Regions from separate parts of the Mus musculus genome. Here all the other regions are linked to region 2. Evidence: chromatin contacts called from public HiCAR-type data. All regions are on one chromosome and are shown on one strand. Each heading gives the region's core, a stretch centred on a gene start, on an enhancer-like site or on the middle of the called end of the contact. The rest is flanking DNA. Distances are from core to core; before and after follow the strand shown.

The links. HiCAR-type assays count read pairs that join an accessible place to other places.
Region 1: a HiCAR-type map of astrocytes shows a contact between it and region 2, with 5 times the contacts expected there. The contact joins the promoter of Cyp2j13 here to the promoter of Mysm1 in region 2. A contact is called at or near these places in 1 of 39 promoter capture datasets (hippocampal neurons), 2 of 115 datasets of contacts at active chromatin or transcription factors (astrocytes and bone marrow-derived dendritic cells) and 1 of 9 other capture datasets (pancreatic islet).
Region 3: a HiCAR-type map of astrocytes shows a contact between it and region 2, with 2.9 times the contacts expected there. The contact joins the promoter of Cyp2j9 here to the promoter of Mysm1 in region 2. A contact is called at or near these places in 3 of 39 promoter capture datasets (3T3-L1-derived adipocytes, cranial neural crest and hippocampal neurons) and 1 of 115 datasets of contacts at active chromatin or transcription factors (astrocytes).

The regions. Positions count from the first base shown.
Region 1 is chr4:96,076,244-96,079,122 of GRCm38.p6, forward strand. It overlaps Cyp2j13 (cytochrome P450, family 2, subfamily j, polypeptide 13), which reads right to left and starts at 1,297. Exons shown (of 9, transcript NM_145548.4): 1 at 1,016-1,297. The coding sequence starts at 1,225.
Region 2 is chr4:94,977,673-94,980,604 of GRCm38.p6, forward strand. It overlaps Mysm1 (myb-like, SWIRM and MPN domains 1), which reads right to left and starts at 1,428. Exons shown (of 20, transcript NM_177239.3): 1 at 1,332-1,428. The coding sequence starts at 1,393. It overlaps Gm12694 (a long non-coding RNA gene), which reads left to right and starts at 1,449. Exons shown (of 3, transcript XR_867913.3): 1 at 1,449-2,104.
Region 3 is chr4:96,589,488-96,592,736 of GRCm38.p6, forward strand. Cyp2j9 (cytochrome P450, family 2, subfamily j, polypeptide 9) reads right to left here and starts at 1,998. Exons shown (of 9, transcript NM_028979.2): 1 at 1,649-1,998. The coding sequence starts at 1,858.

The sequences.
Region 1 (2,879 bases), core at 47-2,546, 1.1 Mb after region 2:
TTTTCTCTGACCACGATGCAAACACAACATAGAAGAATAAGAAATTTTCTAATTATTTGTAAATTGAACTGCTTATTTCTTTTTTCCCCCATTAATTAATTTATTCATTTTCCACCCCAAACACTGCCTCCTCCGCCTCCCAGTGCATCACTTACTCAGTTTCTTTCCCACGCCCCTCAACCCTTCTCTTCTGAGAAGGTGGAGCCCCCCACTGAGTATCCCAGGATCCTGAGACAAAGTCTCTGGAGGGCCAGACTTCTCTCCAGCTGAGGAGGGAGCCACAAGGCAGCCCAGTGAGAGGAATGGGATCCACAGACAGGCAACAGCTTTAGGGACAGACCCTGTTCCAATTGTTGAGGGACCGAAATGAAGACTGAGCTGCACATCTGCTGCTGCTGCTGCTGCTGCTGCTGCTGTGTGTGTGTGTGTGTGTGTGTGTGTGTGTGTGTGTGTGTGTGGTGTGTGTGTGTGTGTGTGTGTGTGTGTGTGTGTGTGTGTGTGTGTTTGTGTTTGTAAGGGAGGCTAGGCTAAGTACAGTCCTTGTATGCTTTTAGGTTGGTGGTTCAGTCTCCGTGAGCTCTCAAGGGATCATGTTTGTTGAATTTGTTGGTTTTATGTGGAGTTCCCATGCCCTCAATCCTTCCCCTAACTCTTCCAAGAGACCCCCGAACTCCACCTAATGTTTGGTGTGTGCTTCCTTTCAGTCGGCTGCTGGGCAAGGCCTCTCAGAGGACAGTTATGCTAGGCTCCTGTCTGTAAGCATAACATTGTATCATAATGTCAGGGATTGGTGCTTGCCCTTGGAGTGGGTCTTATGTTGTTGGTCCAGTTATTGGGTGGCTGTTCCCTCAGTCTATTTCTTGAAAGGGAATGTTTAGAAGCTAACTCTTTGGCCTGGGGTTAGTGATTGCAAACAGGAGGCACAGGACCCTGCCCACTACCACCTCTGTTTTTGGAAGTTTCAGCTGCTCAAGATTAGATCAGGGCAAATCCAGGCACTCTCTCCCTTTCCTACCTTCTGAACTGCCAGATGCGACTGCGTCAAGTCCATCTGGAACGAGTTGCCCACAAAGGGCAAGCGCGGCGGCCTTGGCGGGTAGTTCTTGGGGCGCCGGCTTTTGAGGTAGTCAGCCAGAAAAAGGAAGGTGACAGCAGCTAGCAGCAGAGTCCGGAGATGGAGAGCTGCCCAGAAGGCAGCTGCCAGGGAGTCCGCGGCTTCGAGCATGGCTGGCACTTGAGCGCTTGAGCACTTGAGCAGACTTTCCAGGGGAATTAGCGTTTGAGCTGAGGCTCAGGGATTTTACCTTTGCAGGGCTCTCAGCTAAATCTATTCCACTCCACCCCGCCCCCCGCCCCCAGCCACGCCCTTCCATTTTCTCTTAAGGCCCTGAGACCTAGAGGCAGTAACATCCCACCCCTCCCTCTCTTAGCCTCTTAGGTCTTAGCCACTCTTTCCTGTTAGCACAGGACCCTACCTCTAATTAGACAGCCCAGTGCTCTCTGCCCTGTCCCTTCACACTTTTCCCAGTCCCTTGGCATGCCTCCACTTCTGACAATGCCCCCTCACAGCACCCCTCGCCCCCTCCCCCCTCCTTCTGCCCCCCCCCCTCGGTCATTTCCCTCTCCTAGAGAGCTGGCCCACAGAAACTAAGTGGAGGTATTTGCATGATCTCTTCCTGGCTGTTGGACTTTGCCTATGATTAGAATCATCCAGAAGGAACACTTGGAGACACCAATAACCCATAGTCCCTTAAAATAAATAGTCCTGGAACAAAGGCAGGATGAAAAGACAACTTGATAGCCTTAAAGAAAGACCAGTGTGCCTGTTACCTGTTGTGGAGGGTTAGTCCACTGGAAAATGTGTGTTAAAACAACAACAAAAAAACAAACAAAAGTCCCCAAACCAAAATACTTGGAAACTTGGGGATTTCTAAAATACCATTTTACTAGGTTTTAAAAACTTTAATCTACCCATGTTTATAGTATGCATTTATCAAGCTATTTAATGAATAACCCAAACACTCACATTTATAAGTATGCACTTATGCACATACTTTAATTGGATATACCACCTAATTACATATGATTTTGTATCCAGTGCAAATAAATAAAAAATTGAAGTGGTCATAGGTTCTGTTACTTACTTTTTTTCTGTGGACAGAAAAAGAACATGTAGAAATAATTACCATAGACAGACAAGACAAAATTATGTGCAGTCTAGTTGTGGCCAGTATAATAAACATGTAGAAATCTTATCTATCCTTATCTCTTTATGCTATGAGCTGAGCAAAGTATTCAAAGGTTGAGTTTATTATGTAGACTTAAGGCAACATCCTTTTCTATTTTTAGAGTTAACTATCTGTGAATGAACTATCACTACAGACAAATCTACCACTCTCAATAGTACTTTAAAAAAATTATTCTTTCAGTTGTAGTGAAACCCCATTTCTCATGCATGCTTTTGTATCTAAATGAAAGAAGGGGAAAGAAATAGATACATATGCTCATGCCAGCTAGCAGCTTCCTGCCTCATACCAATCTCACCTCTCTCCTACCCTGGACGACATAATGATGATCTTACCATAATTACTTGGCTTCTGGTCATCACCAATCTTACATAGCTCTGTTTTGCTCTAGACATTCCTAGTGTCCCCTAGATCAGAAAGTATTCCATCCACTATTAATCTGAGGAAATTATGCTAAGTTTCTATCATGCAAAGATCCTAATGCCCATCTGGAATAATGTCTAAAGACAACTGGGGTTTTAGCTTTTCATGAAATTAAAATTCATTGAGTGTACATTCACCTATTTTGGTCTTAAAAGCTATAGGCATCAGCTCCTTTCTCAGAACGTCATGGGTGTGGGAAGCTGGCAGAGT
Region 2 (2,932 bases), core at 178-2,677:
CTCAGGTAATCATTTGTCTCTCCTTTGAGACCTAACATACGAGGTTAACATTACAACATGCCACCAGTAGTCTCAAGTGTCAAGAAAATGGTACAAGAAAAAGGGATGAAAAACTAAACACAACCAGGAAAGTTAAAACGAACCCTTGAGAGAGGCACAGAGCCAATGCTTTCAGGTGACGGTCACTGAACACCAGGTGAATTCCTTTATGAACTCCAAACTGCCCTCGCCCACTGAGGTCACCGATTCTCAAACATCACAAGCACTTGCTCAAGTCTGATATATCACACTGGTGTAGAGTTATTGCTATCTCAGGCTATCCACGTAACTTTTGAACTTTTGAGAAAATATTTATGTGAAGTTAACTACCCCTCATTTTCATCACATTTTAAGAACTCACTGGCTATTTTAAAATGCTTCTTATTCTGGTGCCTTATAGAGGAGGACTGGCAGTCTACAGTGGAGCAGCCCTCCTGTCAAATGAACTATATGGGCTGAAAATGGAGCAGTACTAGTAATAGTATGTACTTCAGCAGAATTCTAACGAAGTCGCTGACAAGTTACAAGTAATGTACCTGGCTTCTACAGGAGGTCCTATCTGGCCCCCATTACTTAAAAGGAGGGATACCGCGTCCTCCTAAAGGCACGTGTCAAATCAGGTTCAGTTTAAAATCACACTGCCCGTCCTTGCAGGCACTGGCATGACACCCCTAACTGGGTCTTCACTACATTATCCTAACACAGCAAAGAAAACATCTGCCGAGCATTCTCCATATGCTAAAACATCTCTCAGAATTATTTCATTCGATGCTTACAACAGTAAGATCGACAAGTGATTCTTGGTTTCCAAGCAAGCGGAGCCTTGCTTGGAAATGCCTCAAATGCCTTGATCACGGTCAGAGTGACAGTAAACAGGAAGAGCAAAAGCAAAAGGCAAACATGACTTGTCCAACTCTAAAATCTGGATCCTTTAGGGTAAGCTGCCTTTCCCCCAAGTTTTCAACAACTTGCTCTGAGAAGGAGGAATCAAACGACTGGACCAGGTCGCTAGCGGGCGCAGGACTAAATTAGACGCCAGTGTTCAAGATGCTGTGAGGCGCCTGAGACAGCGCGAATGCAGGTAGGAATCCGAATTAAACACTGTCCATCGCAGCCCAGAAAGTGGAGATAAACAGTGCAACCTGGGGCACCGGGTCCACTCCCGGACCCGGCCGACTTCCGGCTGGGAGCACCCCGGGTCCCGACGCCGTCCACACGGACCCTCGGCCAACCGCATCCTCCGACCCTTGCCTAGCACAGCCCGGCCCGCAGGACCCCGCTCCGCGCCTCACCCCGGCTGTGCAGCCGCCGCAACATCTCCTTCCACATCCACATCCGCCTCCTCCGCCTCCATGACTGCACCTGACGCAGGCGTACTCGCGAGATCCCGCGAGATGCGGCGGGGCGGGACCGGGGGCGGGCCCAGGGCCGGAGGCGGGGCCTTGGCGTGGCGCACTTCCGGGGAACTCCGGCGAGTAAGACCAGGAGACTGCGTGAAAGCTGCTTCCCCAAGGACCGCATGGGTTATCTCACTTCTCTCACGTCTTACGTGGGCTAACTCACAGCAGATCTTTTTCCATTCAGGCGAGAGACCCTGCTTTGTGGCATCCATTGTCTCTGGTTCATTTTCGCACACACACACACGCGCGCGCGCGCCTACCCGCCCCGCCCGCCACCGTGAATTATTAGAATGACCCAGTGGAATGGATGCAGGTTTCACGGATTTTATTTTATGGATAAGTAAATAGACTCAGAAAACTGACGTGATTGTTCAAACAGAGAGCTTGGTAGATTGATCTTTTAAACTCTGCCCTGAGTGTTTGCCATATACATACAAATCATTGCTGGGAATCTGTGAAGCAAAGAACTTAACGGTTTTCCAAGAAATCAGAGTCTTGCTTCTGCATTTTTCTGCCCTCAAATCTGTCTCTCATACAGTTAGAATCCATGACTCATTGTCTTCTCGATCAGACTGTGACTTCTTTAAGGATAAAACCTGTCTGGTAGTCCTTACACTGCCTGCGTTCAGCACAGTGTCTCACGTAGTAGAAGCTGTGTTGGACAGGTAAGTGTATTGGGAACCAGCAAAATAAACCTGATTTGTTGTTGTTTTGTTTTGATTTTTTGAAATAGGGTTTCTCTGTATAGCCCTGGCTGTTCTGGAACTCACTCTGTTGACCAGGCTGGCCTTGAACTCAGAAATCCACCTGCCTCTGCCTCCCAAGTGCTGGGATTAAAGGCATGCGCCACCACGCCCCGCAAAATAAACTTGTTCTTTTTTTTTTTTTTAAGTACTACCATGTCGTTTTCAGGCTTCATTTAATCATAGGGGTAAACTAAATTCAAGGTCCCAGGCCCTGGGGGAGCTTCTGTTGTAAGGAGACAGCTATTTGAGCCCAGCCATCTCAGAGACAACTTAGAAGGAGACAATTGTCTGCGTCCAGTCATCTCAGGGAAAGTTGTAAGGAGACAGCAGTTTGAGTCCAGCCATCTCAAGGACACTCTCCAGCTTGCTGTAGGGTCAAACTAAGTTCTTGTTCCCAGGCCCAGGAACCAGCTCCTATTCTGATTGGTGGAAATTCGCATGCTCAACCCTTTATGGTCAAAATATGATTGGCCGAAGCTACAGCCTACCCTGCTTGCCCTCCCTTACTTTATGGTTTCATCCTTTAAATATGCTATGTAATTCCCCTAAAAAGTCACTCTCCGGACTCTGTTCTATGTTCTCCGGCCTTGGTCGATCAGTAGCAGCTTGAATACAATACATCATTCACTTGATGTATGAGTTATGTTGGATCTATGCGGACCCCATAATAAGTGAACGAAACAATAAAACGAGCTTACTTCACACCTCAGCCTGAGAGTGTGATGGCAGGAGAGGCAGAAGAATTTT
Region 3 (3,249 bases), core at 748-3,247, 1.6 Mb after region 2:
AGCTAAAACTTCTCAATTTGGCAACATAAAAAAATCTATGTAAAAGGTGCATAAAATCTGCAAAGGAATCAAAAACCAAATAAACATCATAATCAAATTGAAAGTTAAAACAAACAAAACCAATTGAAAGTAGATGGCCGGTGGTGGTGGTGGGGGAGGATGTCACTTAGAAAGAAATTGGAAATTATTTCTCATCAGAAACTACAAAGTCTAGAGTTAAGTGGGAGACATCTAAATCTGTTAAGAGCAGCAGATTGACAAGCAAGTGTCCACAATCAGGAGAAAGACAGTGTGGGAATTAGTGGGGGGCATTCTGAGGTGGGGTAAAGCTAAGAAATTTCCTTCTGCCAAAGCCACCTCTGAAGAAACAGGGAAAGTAAGTACTGAAAGTCAGAAAAAAAAAATTGAACATGAAATGTCAAAAAAAAAAAAACCGAAAAACCCAAAACAAACAACAACAACAACAAAAACAAAACAAACCAAAACAACAATGAATCTATGGGAGAGGAGTAAGGAGCAAAGACAAGAGGCTTTTCCGCCTTTAAGTTCCAGCTGCACAGGACACTGAAGAGCAGGTTAGTGTCTGGTGTAGTTCTTAGTGTGTGTGGAGGAAACACCTTAGGCAGCTGGGCCATAGAGAGAGGATAGGGTCCTCTAGTTTTGTAGTTGTTTTGCTTCCCCTGAAAAAATAGTGTTAACAAAGTCAGTCGAATGTGAGCAATGAATAACAAACACTGAGCAGCTGCTGGGAGGATGATACAAGGATATCCAGGAGATATAAGAAAAGAGCAAAGAGGAATAGAGAGGCAAGTATTTGGAAAGTGTCTAAAAAACACACAGAGAACTCAGAATTTAAAAAAAAAATGGGTGGGAGAACAGAAGGAAAAATATGGGTTTAAATCCTCAAATTAGCAATAAATAATCAGACATAGCCAATCTTCACAAATACTGGAAAGTGACAGGGATGGTCACACATGGCAGAGTATTCACTATCTAAACAGAGAAAATTACTGTAGATAAGAAATATCACGTGGGAAGAGGGTCATAGAGCAGAAAGACCTTCCAGTCCTATACAGGTACTATGTACTCATAACCATTTTTCCAGGACAAGCGGGAGAGCTACAACAACTCAGTGGGAAAACAGGCAGACTTTTAGTGGAGCTGGAAACTTCAGTGCATCTTTCTCTGGATTAGATAAAGTCAGTAGGTGAGCAGTCATCAAAGATGCAAAAGGACCAAACTAGGCTCAATAAGACAAATCAGAGAACTGATATGTACACAGGTCAAGAGGAGAACACACTTTCAAAACAAAACAAAACAAAACTGGATAGGTAGTGTAACCAACATCTGGGACATCCTATTTCTTACTCCAACATAACGTGTTTATGAGGATAAATTATTACGTCATCAAATCTACCTTGACATACTTAAAAGACTTTAAAATCAGAGACAGTAAGTTTTCTGGCCATAAAATCACTCTGGGAATCTTTCATCGACAGATATCAAGAAAATCTACAACTGTTTGTAACCTGTAAGACCTTATCTCTGGGTTAGTGGGCTGTCAGCAACAGCCTTCGGCTACATCCTCGAGTTCCTGATGGCAATATACAGTTTCAGGATGCAGCCAGGCAGTGTTGCCTCTTCCTACCTGCTGAAGGGATAGGTGGGGCTGCTTGGGGTCCAAATGGAACAAGCAACCCACGAAAGGAAGGCGCATTGGCCCTGGCGGGTAGTTCTTGGGGCGACGGTTTTTGAGGAAATCAGCCAGGAACAGAAAGGTGACAGCAGACAGCAGCAAAATCCGGAGATGGAGCGCAGCCCAAATGGCAGCCACTAGGGAGCCGGCTGCCGCAAGCATGGCTGATATCAGAGCAGGCTCTTGGAGGAATGAGAATCTGAACTGAGGCAGTTCCCCAAGGACACTGCCTGTAGTTCCCAGAATGAACCAGGCCTGTGGTTTAAACCCCCAAATCGCTACAGGGCCCCTCCAATCTGTCGCCTGCAGACTCCTCCTCCCTGCTCTATTCACTTCAGCAACTTTGGCCCGCCTTGTTTATCTGCTTCCCTAAGTCTTAACAGAGCTTTGTCTCCAGAGCTCTTTCACTTTTACCCAGTCTTCCTAAGGACCCAAACATCCCCTTGGCCCCGCCTCAAGACTCTCCGTCACGCCCCTCTCCAAGTTCCAAGTCTTAGCCTTTGGAGACTATTCCTTTGGGGGTGGGGAAGCCACTTGAGCATGTATGGACTAGCTAAGAACCTTGCTCATAAACAAAGTATTTCTCTGGTTCTAGGCTTGTGATTTGCATGCAACCCAGAGAGTATCATGTGCATCTGATCTCCCGTTTTATAAACAACCTTTCACCACTGATTGCAATTTTCTGAAACAGGAACAGTATCAGCCCATGTTTCTGGGCTGCACGCCAGGGAGCGCTCTGGCCTCTTTATAAGAGCTCACCAGCTTTGAGTGCTATTCACAGTGAATTAAGTGAATCCACAGATTCTTCACAGAAAGAACACCCTGGTCTTGATTCTCCCCTACCCCCTTTTGTAGTGTTAGAGAACTGAACACCGCAGCCCTTGACCATGCTAAGAAGCCTTTCCATCATCACTTTGCACTCTCCCTCCCTCCCTATTAACTTTTAGGGTTAGTATATAATTTAGTGAATTTGATTAACGGGCACTTTCATGTCCATGTTTTTTCACAAATATTTATGCATATATTTGGCACTTTCCACTCATTCCCTACACTACTGTTGTAGGTCCTGCTCTTCCCCAGATTATCCCCTTCTGCATTTTGGCAGTGTACCTTCCTAAAGATTTGCTCCTTTCCTTCCATGGTTCCATTTCTAGTCCCAGACCCTGACCCCATTTACTCAAACACAGTTTAATCTAGGCTAGTACCGCAGAAAACAAGCTGTCTTCGCCTTTCTGCATCTGGTTTGTTTCATTTTCCATAAAGATCTCCAGCTTGTTCTCTCTCGGCTCTTCCATGAGAATCTCCAAGCACATTTGGTCTCCAGCATGGAACTTTCCACCCTGTGCCACATATAGGAGACCCTTAAGCCACATATCAGGCTAGACATGCATAGGCACTAAACATATAGATATACAGTCTGCTTACAAACTTTTTATTGATTAAAAAAGATAAATTGAAGTTTCTAACTCTCCAAGATCTTAAGAGGGAGACAGAGGAATAAGAAGAGAAACTTAACAAAGCTTAGCTTGTTTGTATTCTTTCAATCCTCTTTT